Linked DNA regions of Macaca mulatta: all the other regions are linked to region 1. Evidence: chromatin contacts called from public Hi-C data. All regions are on one chromosome and are shown on one strand. Each heading gives the region's core, a stretch centred on a gene start, on an enhancer-like site or on the middle of the called end of the contact. The rest is flanking DNA. Distances are from core to core; before and after follow the strand shown. Region 1 holds the start of RBM4B (RNA binding motif protein 4B). Region 2 holds the start of CCS (copper chaperone for superoxide dismutase). Region 3 holds the start of CTSF (cathepsin F).

What was found. Hi-C and Micro-C count contacts between places; a contact is called where the count stands out from the background.
Region 2: a Hi-C map of cortical neurons shows a contact between it and region 1, with 3 times the contacts expected there. The contact joins the promoter of CCS here to the promoter of RBM4B in region 1. A contact is called at or near these places in 6 of 14 Hi-C or Micro-C datasets (CD4 T cells, blood, cortical neurons and 3 more).
Region 3: a Hi-C map of liver shows a contact between it and region 1, with 2.6 times the contacts expected there. The contact joins the promoter of CTSF here to the promoter of RBM4B in region 1. A contact is called at or near these places in 6 of 14 Hi-C or Micro-C datasets (CD4 T cells, blood, cortical neurons and 3 more).

The regions. Positions count from the first base shown.
Region 1 is chr14:7,736,028-7,739,426 of T2T-MMU8v2.0, forward strand. RBM4B (RNA binding motif protein 4B) reads left to right here and starts at 2,041. Exons shown (of 5, transcript XR_003722460.2): 1 at 2,041-2,127; 2 at 2,812-3,235. It also overlaps a transcript of MRPL11 not described here.
Region 2 is chr14:7,825,218-7,828,727 of T2T-MMU8v2.0, forward strand. CCS (copper chaperone for superoxide dismutase) reads right to left here and starts at 1,577. Exons shown (of 8, transcript NM_001261515.1): 1 at 1,506-1,577; 2 at 1,085-1,157. The coding sequence starts at 1,544. CCDC87 (coiled-coil domain containing 87) reads left to right here and starts at 1,770. Exons shown (of 1, transcript XM_001109501.5): 1 at 1,770-3,510. The coding sequence starts at 1,770. It also overlaps a transcript of MRPL11 not described here.
Region 3 is chr14:7,843,301-7,846,850 of T2T-MMU8v2.0, forward strand. It overlaps CTSF (cathepsin F), which reads left to right and starts at 1,424. Exons shown (of 14, transcript XM_015113633.3): 1 at 1,424-1,651; 2 at 1,843-1,941; 3 at 2,254-2,340; 4 at 2,342-2,491; 5 at 2,601-2,676; 6 at 3,520-3,550. The coding sequence starts at 1,439. It also overlaps a transcript of MRPL11 not described here.

The DNA.
Region 1 (3,399 bases), core at 791-3,290:
AATTAGAAGCACATAGTAAGCCGGGTGCAGTGGCTCACACCTGTAATCAGCATTTTGTGAGACTGCAGTGGAACCATCTTGAGCCCAGAAGTTTGAGACCAGGCTGGGCAACACAGGGAGACCCCCATCACTACAAAAACATTTTAAAAATTAGCTGGATGGGGTGGCCCACACCTGTGGTCCCAGCTGCTCCAGAGGCTAAGATAGGAGGATCACTTGTGTCTGGGAGGTTGAGGCTACAGTGAGCCATAATGGTGCCACTGCACTCTAGCCTGGAAAACAAAGTGACACCCTGACTCAAAAATAATAGTAGTAACAGTTGAGGGCCGGGCGTGGTGGCTCATGCCTGTAATCCCAGCACTTTGGGATGCCAAGGCCAGTGGACACCAGCCTGGCCAACATGGTGAAACCCCGTCTCTATTAAAAATACAAAAATTAGCTGGGTGTGGTAGCGCACACCTGTAGTCCCAGCTACTGGGGAGGCTGAAGCAGGAAAATGGCTTGAACGCGGGAGGTGGAGGTTGCAGTAAGCCGAGATCGCACCACTGCTCTCCAGCCTGGGTGACACAGCGATACTCTGTCTTTAAAAAATTGAAAAATAAAAATAAAATAAAATCGGAAGGACAGTGCCTCTTCTGAAATGGCTGAGAAACAAAAGGAACTCAGGGATAGAATATATCCAAGTAGCTGGGGTGGAAGAAGGCAGCCTGGGGAATGTGTGCCTGATGGTATCAGAGAAGCCATTATGGAGCCACTACAATGAGGAATGGTGGCTGACAATCTCCCTGGCAGGCTCCACGAGATAAACCCAATCCATCAATCTCCATAAAAGGCTACTCTTTGTTGGAAGGTGACAGTTGGGGAATCCACCTAAACTTTTTTTTTTCCAGACCGAGTCTTGCTCTGTCACCCAGGCTGGAGTGCAGTGACACCATCTCGGCTCACTGCAACCTCCGCCTCCCGGGTTCCAACGATTCTCCTGCCTCAGGCTCCCGAGTAGCTGGGATTACAGGCGCCCGCCGCCATGCCCGGCTATTTTTTGTATTTTTAGTAGAGACGGGATTTCACCATGTTGGCCAAGCTGGTGTCGAACTACTGAACTCGTGATCGGCCCGCCTCAACCTCCCAAAGTGCTGGGATTATAGGCGTGAGCCGCCGCGCCCGGCCCGCCTAAGCTTGTTTTTACCGCTAGGAGGTGCCCTTGGACCACAGCTGAATTCTCAATGCTAGACAGTTGGGAAACTCACAGTAGCCTAGACTTCCAGCGTGGTGTGGACGAGGAGACCCTGTCCCACCCTTAACTAGAGACCTTGCTGGGCCTCTCCACCAAGTATTCCTCTCGTGTGTTCACCACAGACCAGGACTGTGATGGACACACAATGAGAGAGAACCAGACCACGGATACTCACGAGCAAACAAAACATGACTAAGCGTAGCCTGGGTAGCAATGCCTCTTAGGCCTGTCCTAGTTTTGCCAGGTTATCCTTCTGCCCCTTCGTTCTCAGTTTCCGTACCAATAAATAACACGTCTGTAATGAAACACTAAAATAATGTTTAAAGCGCTACAAAACAATGACTAGTTTTGCTTAAAATGTGGCGCGCCTGTATTTCTGAAATGTTGCCCCAAGCTGCCACAGAGGCCGGCCAGCCCGCTACGAAAGCCCCTTTTTAGGGCCCTCGGGGAGATTCCCCTTTGTCATTAGCTCTCCGGCCTCCTCAGAGGGCCCAATAGCAGGACCCATTGTGATGGTGAGTGACTCCCCGGGGCCTCCGCTTTTCTAGGCAGTGGTTGCGTCCAGAGCCCCTCTGACGCAGGAGTGGCGATCCTTTCCAGGGTGATGACTGGCTGGCTGGGGCTGGGGGTGGGCTGACCTCCGCGGCGCTGTGCCGCCACCAAGAGGCCCCGCCCCCGTGTTGCGAGGTCATTTGTATGCAGCCTCGCGATTGGTCACTCGGCTCCCGCGAGGGGAAGGGGAGGGAAGCAGCGCGTACTCGCGCGTGCGTGAGCCGGTGCGTGAGCTGGCCCGCGAGAAAGGGCCCGGTCGCGTCGAGGCTCGAGCGCCCGTCGCCATTTTGTAGGGTTCTCCCTGACGCGGGAGCCGCCGCCGCCGCCGCCGCCACCCGGAGGTGCGAGGGGGTCTTGTGTGTGTGATGTGGGGAGCTCGGGGGCGGGGCGGGGCGGGCCGGGCCGGGCCGGGCCTCCTGCAGAAGGCATGGCGGGGATTTGGGTTTCTCATTTTGCTGCGGGAGGTCCGGGGAGACAACGGGAGGAGGCGGGACCGGGTCTCCGGAAGGAGGCGGGGCAGGGGTCGGGTCGAGTCTTTGTTGGAGCGAAGAAGCTGGAGGGTGGGCCGCTGGGGGGCGGGTGGTTGGTCCCGGTTAGAGGGAAAGGGGACTTTTTTCCTTTTAGTGTATCTTGAAAGGTGCTAGTGCGTGGAGGAGAGGTACACAGATTTCCCTCCAAAACCTTGTTACCAGGCGCACTGCGATAGATACCCCTTGCCTTTGCTTGGGCTTTTCTCTTTCCTCATTTTAAGACATTAAACAGCTAATTCTGGTATTTCATTGCGCTCCATTTCACAGAGGTGATAGACTGTGCTATGCATGCTGACCCTCGACCTCCTGTTTCCATGTCACACATAGTTCGCACTTCTCAAGAACAAACCGCCCTTCTACTGAGGAAGAATAATGAATGTCTATGCGAGGGTCTCTGAAGGTGCAAGAACTTTGGAGGATTAGATGAAAATGCTGCAGTGCACCGAAATTTCCCACCACACCCCTGACTTTTGAAATCTTGTTTTTCTCTCCCAGGCTCTTGTCAGGATGGTGAAGCTGTTCATCGGAAACCTGCCCCGGGAGGCCACAGAGCAGGAGATTCGCTCTCTTTTCGAACAGTATGGGAAGGTGCTGGAATGTGACATCATTAAGAACTATGGCTTTGTGCACATAGAAGACAAGACGGCAGCTGAGGATGCCATACGCAACCTGCACCATTACAAGCTTCATGGGGTGAACATCAACGTGGAAGCCAGCAAGAATAAGAGCAAAGCTTCAACCAAGTTACACGTGGGTAACATCAGCCCCACTTGTACCAACCAAGAGCTTCGAGCCAAGTTTGAGGAGTATGGTCCGGTCATCGAATGTGACATCGTGAAAGATTATGCCTTCGTACACATGGAGCGGGCAGAGGATGCAGTGGAGGCCATCAGGGGCCTTGACAACACAGAGTTTCAAGGTGAACTGCTCTGGGCCTGGGTAGTAGAGCCGAGTGGGGTCTAGCTCAAGACAGGCAAGAACACAAGACTATAGAACTGGCAGGGTGGTCTCTTTCATTCTGTTTTAGCTGGAAATAATAGATTATGTTTTCCGCTCTTAAGCATAGTTTACCTCTGGGGAAGC
Region 2 (3,510 bases), core at 327-2,826, 89 kb after region 1:
GGAAGAAACAGAAACACAAAAAGTAACACGCATGAAGTCTTAGTGCCATTAAGTGGCAAAGAGGGGGTTTGAACTCTAGAGCTCACACCCCTAACCACTTTACAAAGTCCACCACTACCAAGGTCCCAGGTTCAGAAGCCATCTCATCTCATTCCCTCTCAGGATTGCTCTTCCCATGAAGCATTCTGTGAATGCCACCGAGGCAACGCTTACATGCTTATTTCCACCTGAGTGTAGGGGATGTGCCTGATACCCGTGTGAACTCTTCTCCCTAAAAAACCCCAGTGTCTGGTCCATACCTGCCAAATGACTTTTTCTTTTTTTGAGACAGGGTCTCACTCTGTCACCCAGCCTGGAGTGCACTGGCGCAATCCAACTCACTGCAGCCTCCACCTCCTGAGCTCAAGTGATCCTCCTGCCTCGGCCTCCCTAGTAGCTGGGACTACAGGTGCGCACCATGACGCCCAGCTAATTTTTGTATTTTTTATAGAGAAGAGTTTTCACCATGTTGCTCAGGCTGGTCTCAAACTCCTGGACTTGAGCAATCCACCCACTTCGGCGTCCCAAAGTGTTGGGATTACAGGCATGAGCCACTAAGCCTGGCCTGGATGAACACTTAACAGAATCAAAGGAAGCCAGTTCCCAGAGCCATGCTGGTGGCTCTACCTTTCCAGATCTTTCTAATTGTGCCAGGTCACCTACAGACCAGCTGGCCTTTTAAGAACCAGAAGCTACTCAGGATGGTATAGGGCCAGCACTGCTGTTTGCTTTGTCAAGATTATGTTGTTTCCCAAGCAAAAACTGCCTGTTTTCCAAGGAACTCCTTCAGCCTAGCTCCTCAGTCTCTGGGGCACGTGAGGTTCAGGACAGTAAGACAGGCAGTTAGAACCTGTCAGGGCAAGCTGGACAGCTGTACTCTAGGCTCTCCCTCCAGGTCTGTGTGTAACTCTTGAAAACATTCCTTCCACTCTCTGGGGTTCAGTTTCTGCATCTGTAAAATGGGAGTAAGGTTCGTCTAATAGATTCGCCTGGTCCCTCCTAGAGGCCTCTGGACTGTCCGCAGAAAAGTTTACCCTGTTCTTACCTGCCACCCCTTGCAGGGACTTGCGCACCGCGTCCACACAGCTCTGACAGGTCATCTGCACCGCGAACTCCAACTGCAAGGGCAGCAGGGACCGACCGATGATCGCTGGGGAAGTGCGTTGGTATGACTTTGTTTCACCACCTACCTACCCTATGACCACTCCAAGGTCTGGGAACAAGCCCCCACGTAATCCCTCTTCAAGCACCTTCTTTATGACTCTCATGACCATTCCAGGGCCATGGGAGTCACTCCCTCAACACTCACGCAGGGCCCCTGCTACCCTCGCATGCTAGTTTCATCCCGTGGCCCCAGGCCCCAACCCAAGTGCTCACTCCTTCCCCTCTTAGACCCAAGGTAACGATCACCCCAGGGGCCGAGGCTCTCTGCCCGGCGAGGCTCTACACGAAGCCTCAACCCTCACCGTGCAGAGGGTCCCCTGGTTCCCCGAGTCCGAAGCCATTCTGGACCCAGTCACCAGTCCGAAACGCAGAACTCTTCAGGCGCAGGAGCACCAACCAGCGCGGTGTCGCGGGGACTGGCCCTCGAAAGACACCCTTAACTCCGCCTCCTAGTGCGTGCGCACGCAAGGCCCTGCCCTGTCAGCCGCTGGGTGGTGGCCGCGCAGGCGCACTCGGGCCCTCGGGCTCCTGGTTGCCTTAGTAACCACTCCGCTTTTTGTTAGCCGATGGTGGCAGCCGCAGGCCGTAAGATGGAGCCTCCGAAGCACGAGCCTGAGCTCCAGCGGTTTTACCACCGGTTGCTGCGTCCGCTGTCGCTCTTCCCCACTAGGGCGACGTCCCCAGAGCCTCAGAAGCGCCCCAAGCAGGAGGGCCGGATTCTACAGTCCTTCCCTCTCGCGAAGCTGACGGTGGCGTCTCTGTGCAGCCGGGTGGCCAAGCTGCTTTCCAGCAGTGGGATGGCAGCGCGAGTGCCTCCTGAGGCTCGACTACGTCTCATCAAGGTCATCCTGGACGAGCTGAAGTGCAATTGGCGGGAGCCGCCCGCCGAACTTAGTCTGAGCCACAAAAACAACCACAAGCTGCGGAAGCGGCTCGAGGCTTACGTGCTGCTGAGCAGTGAACAGCTCTTCTTGCGCTACTTGCACCTGTTGGTGACCATGTCGACCCCCAGAGGGGTCTTCACTGAATCAGCCACGCTCACCCGGTTGGCGGCCAGCCTTGCCAGGGACTGCACACTCTTCCTCACTAGTCCCGACGTCTACCGTGGCCTGCTCACCGACTTTCAGGCCCTGCTGAGGGCAGAGCAGGCCTCTGGAGGTGTGGACAAGCTGCGCCCTGTCTGCCCCGCTGGGACATTCAAGTTGTGCCCTATCCCCTGGCCTCACAGCACTGGCTTCGCCCAAGTGCAGTGCTCTAACCTCAACCTGAACTACCTCATCCAACTCAGCCGTCCACCAGAGTTTCTCAATGAGCCAGGAAAGATGGATCCAGTGAAGGAATTGAAGTCCATCCCTCGGTTGAAAAGGAAAAAGCCTCTCCACTGGCCACCCTCCATAGGAAAGAAGAGAGAAATCGACATCAGTTCCTCACAGATGGTGTCGCTGCGCAGCTATCCTGTGGCCCCCACCAGCAGGGCTTCCCCCTTGCCTTTCTACTCTGAGCTCCGGAGAGGCCAATCCATGCCCTCCCTGCGTGAGGGCTGGAGGCTGGCAGATGAGTTGGGCCTTCCTCCACTCCGATCTCGCCCCTTAACCCCGCTGGTCTTGGCTACAGAGAGCAAACCAGAGCTGACTGGGCACATCGTGGCTGAGGATCTGAAGCAGTTGATAAAGAAGATGAAGTTGGAGGGGACTCACTACCCACCACTGGACTCAGGCCTGCCTCCTCTCCTTGGGGTTGTGACCCGTCACCCAGCTGCAGGGCATCACCTGGAGGAGCTGGAGAAGATGTTGAGGAACCTCCAGGAGGAAGAAACCTCTGGGCAGTGGGACCCCCAGCCCCCCAAATCCTTTCCACTTCACCCACAACCAGTGACCATTACTTTGAAGCTTAGAAATGAGGTCGTGGTCCAGGCGGCTGCCGTACGGGTCTCTGATAGAAACTTCTTAGACTCTTTCCACATTGAGGGGGCCGGAGCCCTGTATAACCATCTGGCTGGTGAACTGGATCCCAAAGCCATTGAAAAAATGGATATTGATAACTTTGTTGGCAGTACTACCAGGGAGGTCTACAAGGAGTTGATGAGCCATGTCTCTTCTGACCACTTACATTTCGATCAAGGGCCCCTAGTTGAGCCTGCAGCAGATAAAGACTGGTCGACCTTCCTGTCCTCAGCCTTTCTACGTCAAGAAAAACAGTCTCAAATCATCAACCCTGAGCTGGTTGGACTTTACTCCCAGAGAGCAAACACTTTACAGTCCAATACTGAGATGATGCCCTCCCTCCCATCACCCCAAGCTACCAAAA
Region 3 (3,550 bases), core at 174-2,673, 110 kb after region 1:
TACCGCTCTGGGCCCACACCCAGAAAATGTTTATATTTTGAATAGAGATGGGGTTTCAGTATGTTGGTCAGGCTGGTGGGTCTCCATTTCTTTTTTTTTTTTGAGACGGAGTCTTGCTCTGCCGCCCAGGCTGGAGTACAGTAGGGTGATCTCCGCTCACTGCAAGCTCCGCCTCTCGGGTTCACGCCATTCTGCCTCAGTCTCCCGAGTAGCTGGGACTACAGGTGCCTGCCACCATGCCCGGCTAATTTTTTGTATTTTGTAGTAGAGACGGGGTTTCACCGTGTTAGCCAGGATGGTTTCCATCTCCTGACCTCGTGATCTGCCCGCCTCCGCCTCCCAAAGTGCTGGAATTACAGGCGTGAGCCACCGTGCCCGGCTAATTTTGTATTTTTAGTAGAGACAGGGTTTCACCCTGTTGGCCAGGCTGATCTCGAACTCCTGACCTCAAGTGATTCACCTACCTCAGCCTCCCAAAGTGCTGGGATTATGGGCGTGGACCACCACGCCCAGCTGTGTCTCCATCTTATTTATTTATTTATTTATGAGACGGAGTCTTGCTCTGTCGCTCAGGCTGGAGTGCAGTGGTGCGAACTTGGCTCACTGCAACCTCCGCCTCCTGGGTTCAAGTGATTCTCCCGCCTCAGCCTCCTGAGTAGCTGGGATTACAAGCGCCTGCCACCACACTCAGCTAATTTTTGTATTTTTAATAGAGATGGGGTTTAGTATGTTGGTCAGGCTGGTGGGTCTCCATCTTTTCTGTTTGTTTGTTTGTTTTTGAGACGGTGTCTCGCTCTGTTGGCCAGGTTGGAGAGCAGTGGCACCATCTAGGCTCACTGTAAGCTCCGCCTTCCGGCTTCACGCCATTCTCCTGCCTCAGCCTTCCGAGTAGCTGGGGACTACAGGTGCCCACCACCACGCCCAGCTAATTTTTGTGTTTTTAGTAGAGACGGGGTTTCACCACGTGTGCCAGGCTGGTCCCCAACTCCTGACCTCAGGTGATCCACCCCCTTGGCCTCTTAAAGTGCTGGGATTTACAGGCGTGAGTCACAGAGCCCGGCCACGCCATTTAATCTCTCCAAGCCTCGGTTCCTCCACTGTACGATGGGGATAGCACCTACTTCAGAGATTGCTACTCCGAATAAAAGGAGCTGGCATGTCATGTAACAAGCGTGACCTATAACACGCAAGTGATAGAGGTTACTGACTAGCTTTAGCCTCAGGCCAGCAGCCTTCTGCTCTCCCTGCCCCGCGCGCCCCACGTGCCTCCTGTAAACAAGAGAGCGCGCAGGCGCCCCAAGCCAGCGCCCATTGGTCGGCGCGCGGTCGCCCCGCGGGAGGGAGGACTCAGGCCCGGCTTGTAGCTGGCTCTGTACCCGGTCGGTCGGTGGCGCGTCTGTTGGGTCCGCGCGTCCGGGCAGCCGGCTTTGCCCTCGCCATGGCGCCCTGGCTGCAGCTGCTGTCGTTGCTGGGGCTGCTCCCGGGCGCAGTGGCCGCCCCCGCCCAGCCCCAAGCCGCCAGCTTTCAGGCCTGGGGACCGCCGTCCCCGGAGCTGCTGGCGCCCACCCGCTTCGCGCTGGACATGTTCAATCGCGGCCGGGCTGCGGGGACGCGGGCCGTGCTGGGCCTTGTGCGCGGCCGCGGCCGCCGGGTGAGAACGCGCCGGGGGCGGGGGCGCCGGGCCCGGGTCCAAGGGATAGGAACTTTGACCTAACCCTGGGATGGGGCCTGCCCGCTGGACGAACCGATCTCTGGTGGTGGGGAACAGGCAGCACCGCACGGGCGGGGCCGTGGGCGCCATGAAGGGCCGACCGTGCCCGCCTCACCTGCCCCTCTCTACAGGCGGGCCAGGGTTCGCTGTACTCCCTGGAGGCGACCCTGGAGGAGCCACCCTGCAACGACCCCACGGTGTGCCGGCTCCCCGCGTCCAAGAAAACCCTGGTGAGTGATGAGGCTCTTGGGATTCCCCGCCCCCTGGCTGAGTAAGGCAGCAGTTAGATTATGACGATTCCTAGGTCAAGACGCAGGAATCTGATGCAGCTGATGCCCCACCTCGAGCCACTTCCCAGGCCCCGAGGGCCAGAAACCAGGATGCTCTGAAGGGGAGGATGTCCCCGTGCAGCTGTCCACTGTGATGGGGTGATTGCCTTAGGGGTGGCCCTCATCTGAAGAGCCTCCAGCTCCATCTTGCCCAGATCTTGCTCCCCAGATCCAGATCCAGGCCCCCAGAGCAGCTTCTTCCTCTCCCTCCAGCTCTGCAGCTTCGAAGTTCTGGATGAACTTGGAAAACACGTGCTGCTGCGGAAGGACTGTGGCCCGGTGGACACCAAGGTTCCAGGTGCTGGGAGAGCCCAAGGCTGCTGGGGAGCCCAAGTCAGCCTTCACTCAGGGCTCAGCCATGATTTCTTCTCTGTCCCAACCCCATCCAGACAGCAGAAATGAGACTTTCAGCTCAGTCCTTTCCCTGTTGAATGAGGATCCCCTGCCCCAGGTGAGGATCCCGTAGCTTGGGGAGCCAGCCACTGCCTCATCGCCCTTCTCCTCCCTTCCCTCTGGAGTGGGTTTCCCTGGTTAGCCTAAAGACTGGTCTACCTATCCAGGACTTGCCTGTGAAGATGGCTTCAATCTTCAAGAACTTTGTCATTACGTATAACCGGACATATGAGTCAAAGGAAGGTGAGGACCCAGCCTTGGCTATACCTGTTTCTATCAGAACAGGACTTTCCCCCCAACTTGGCACCTTGGTGTGGGGGAGGAGAAAGACAAGAGGCAGTGCAGCTGTTCAAGGACCCCGTAATTCCTGAGTTCTCCCTAAGCCTTGCTAGACTGGGCAGCTACCCTGAGTACCTGGTCCCTTCTCCCACCTTATCTTCCTGCTCAGAAGCCATGGGTTTTGGCCGGGTGCGGTGGCTCATGTCTGTAATTGCAGTACTTTGGGAGGCTGAGGCGGGCAAATCACCTGAGGTCTGGAGTTCAAGACCAGCCTGGCCAACATGGTGAAACCCCATCTCTACCAAAAAAAAAAGTACAAAAATTAGCCGGGCGTGGTGGCGCATGCCTGTATACCAGCTACTCGGGAGGCTGAGGCAGGAAAATCGCTTAAACCCAGGAGGCGGAGGTTGCAGTGAGCCAAGATTGCGCCATTACACTCCAGCAGGGGTGACGAGTGAAAACTCGGTCTCAAAAAAAAAAAAGAAAGCCATGCGTCTCCATCACTCTGGGCAGGGTGGGATGGGGCAGAGGCCGGATTTTTTGTGCTGGAGAGTCCTTGACAACATGGCCTTTCCCCACCACCTCTTGTGGGTAGTGTCCTTAAGACCCCATTTACTGCTTTTGCACCTGGGAAGTCATCACTTCAGTTTGGCCCCAAAAGTTGATCAGACCTCCCACTCCATCACTTGCATGTCTGGCCCCCACCCCTACCTACTCTGCGGGGAAACCCCTGCCAGCTAGCCCCAGTTGCCCCTCCTTTTATCTGCCTGGGGTCAAGCCCCTCCTCTTCTGCTCTTTGGTCCTCAGAAGCCCGGTGGCGCCTGTCCGTCTTTGTCAA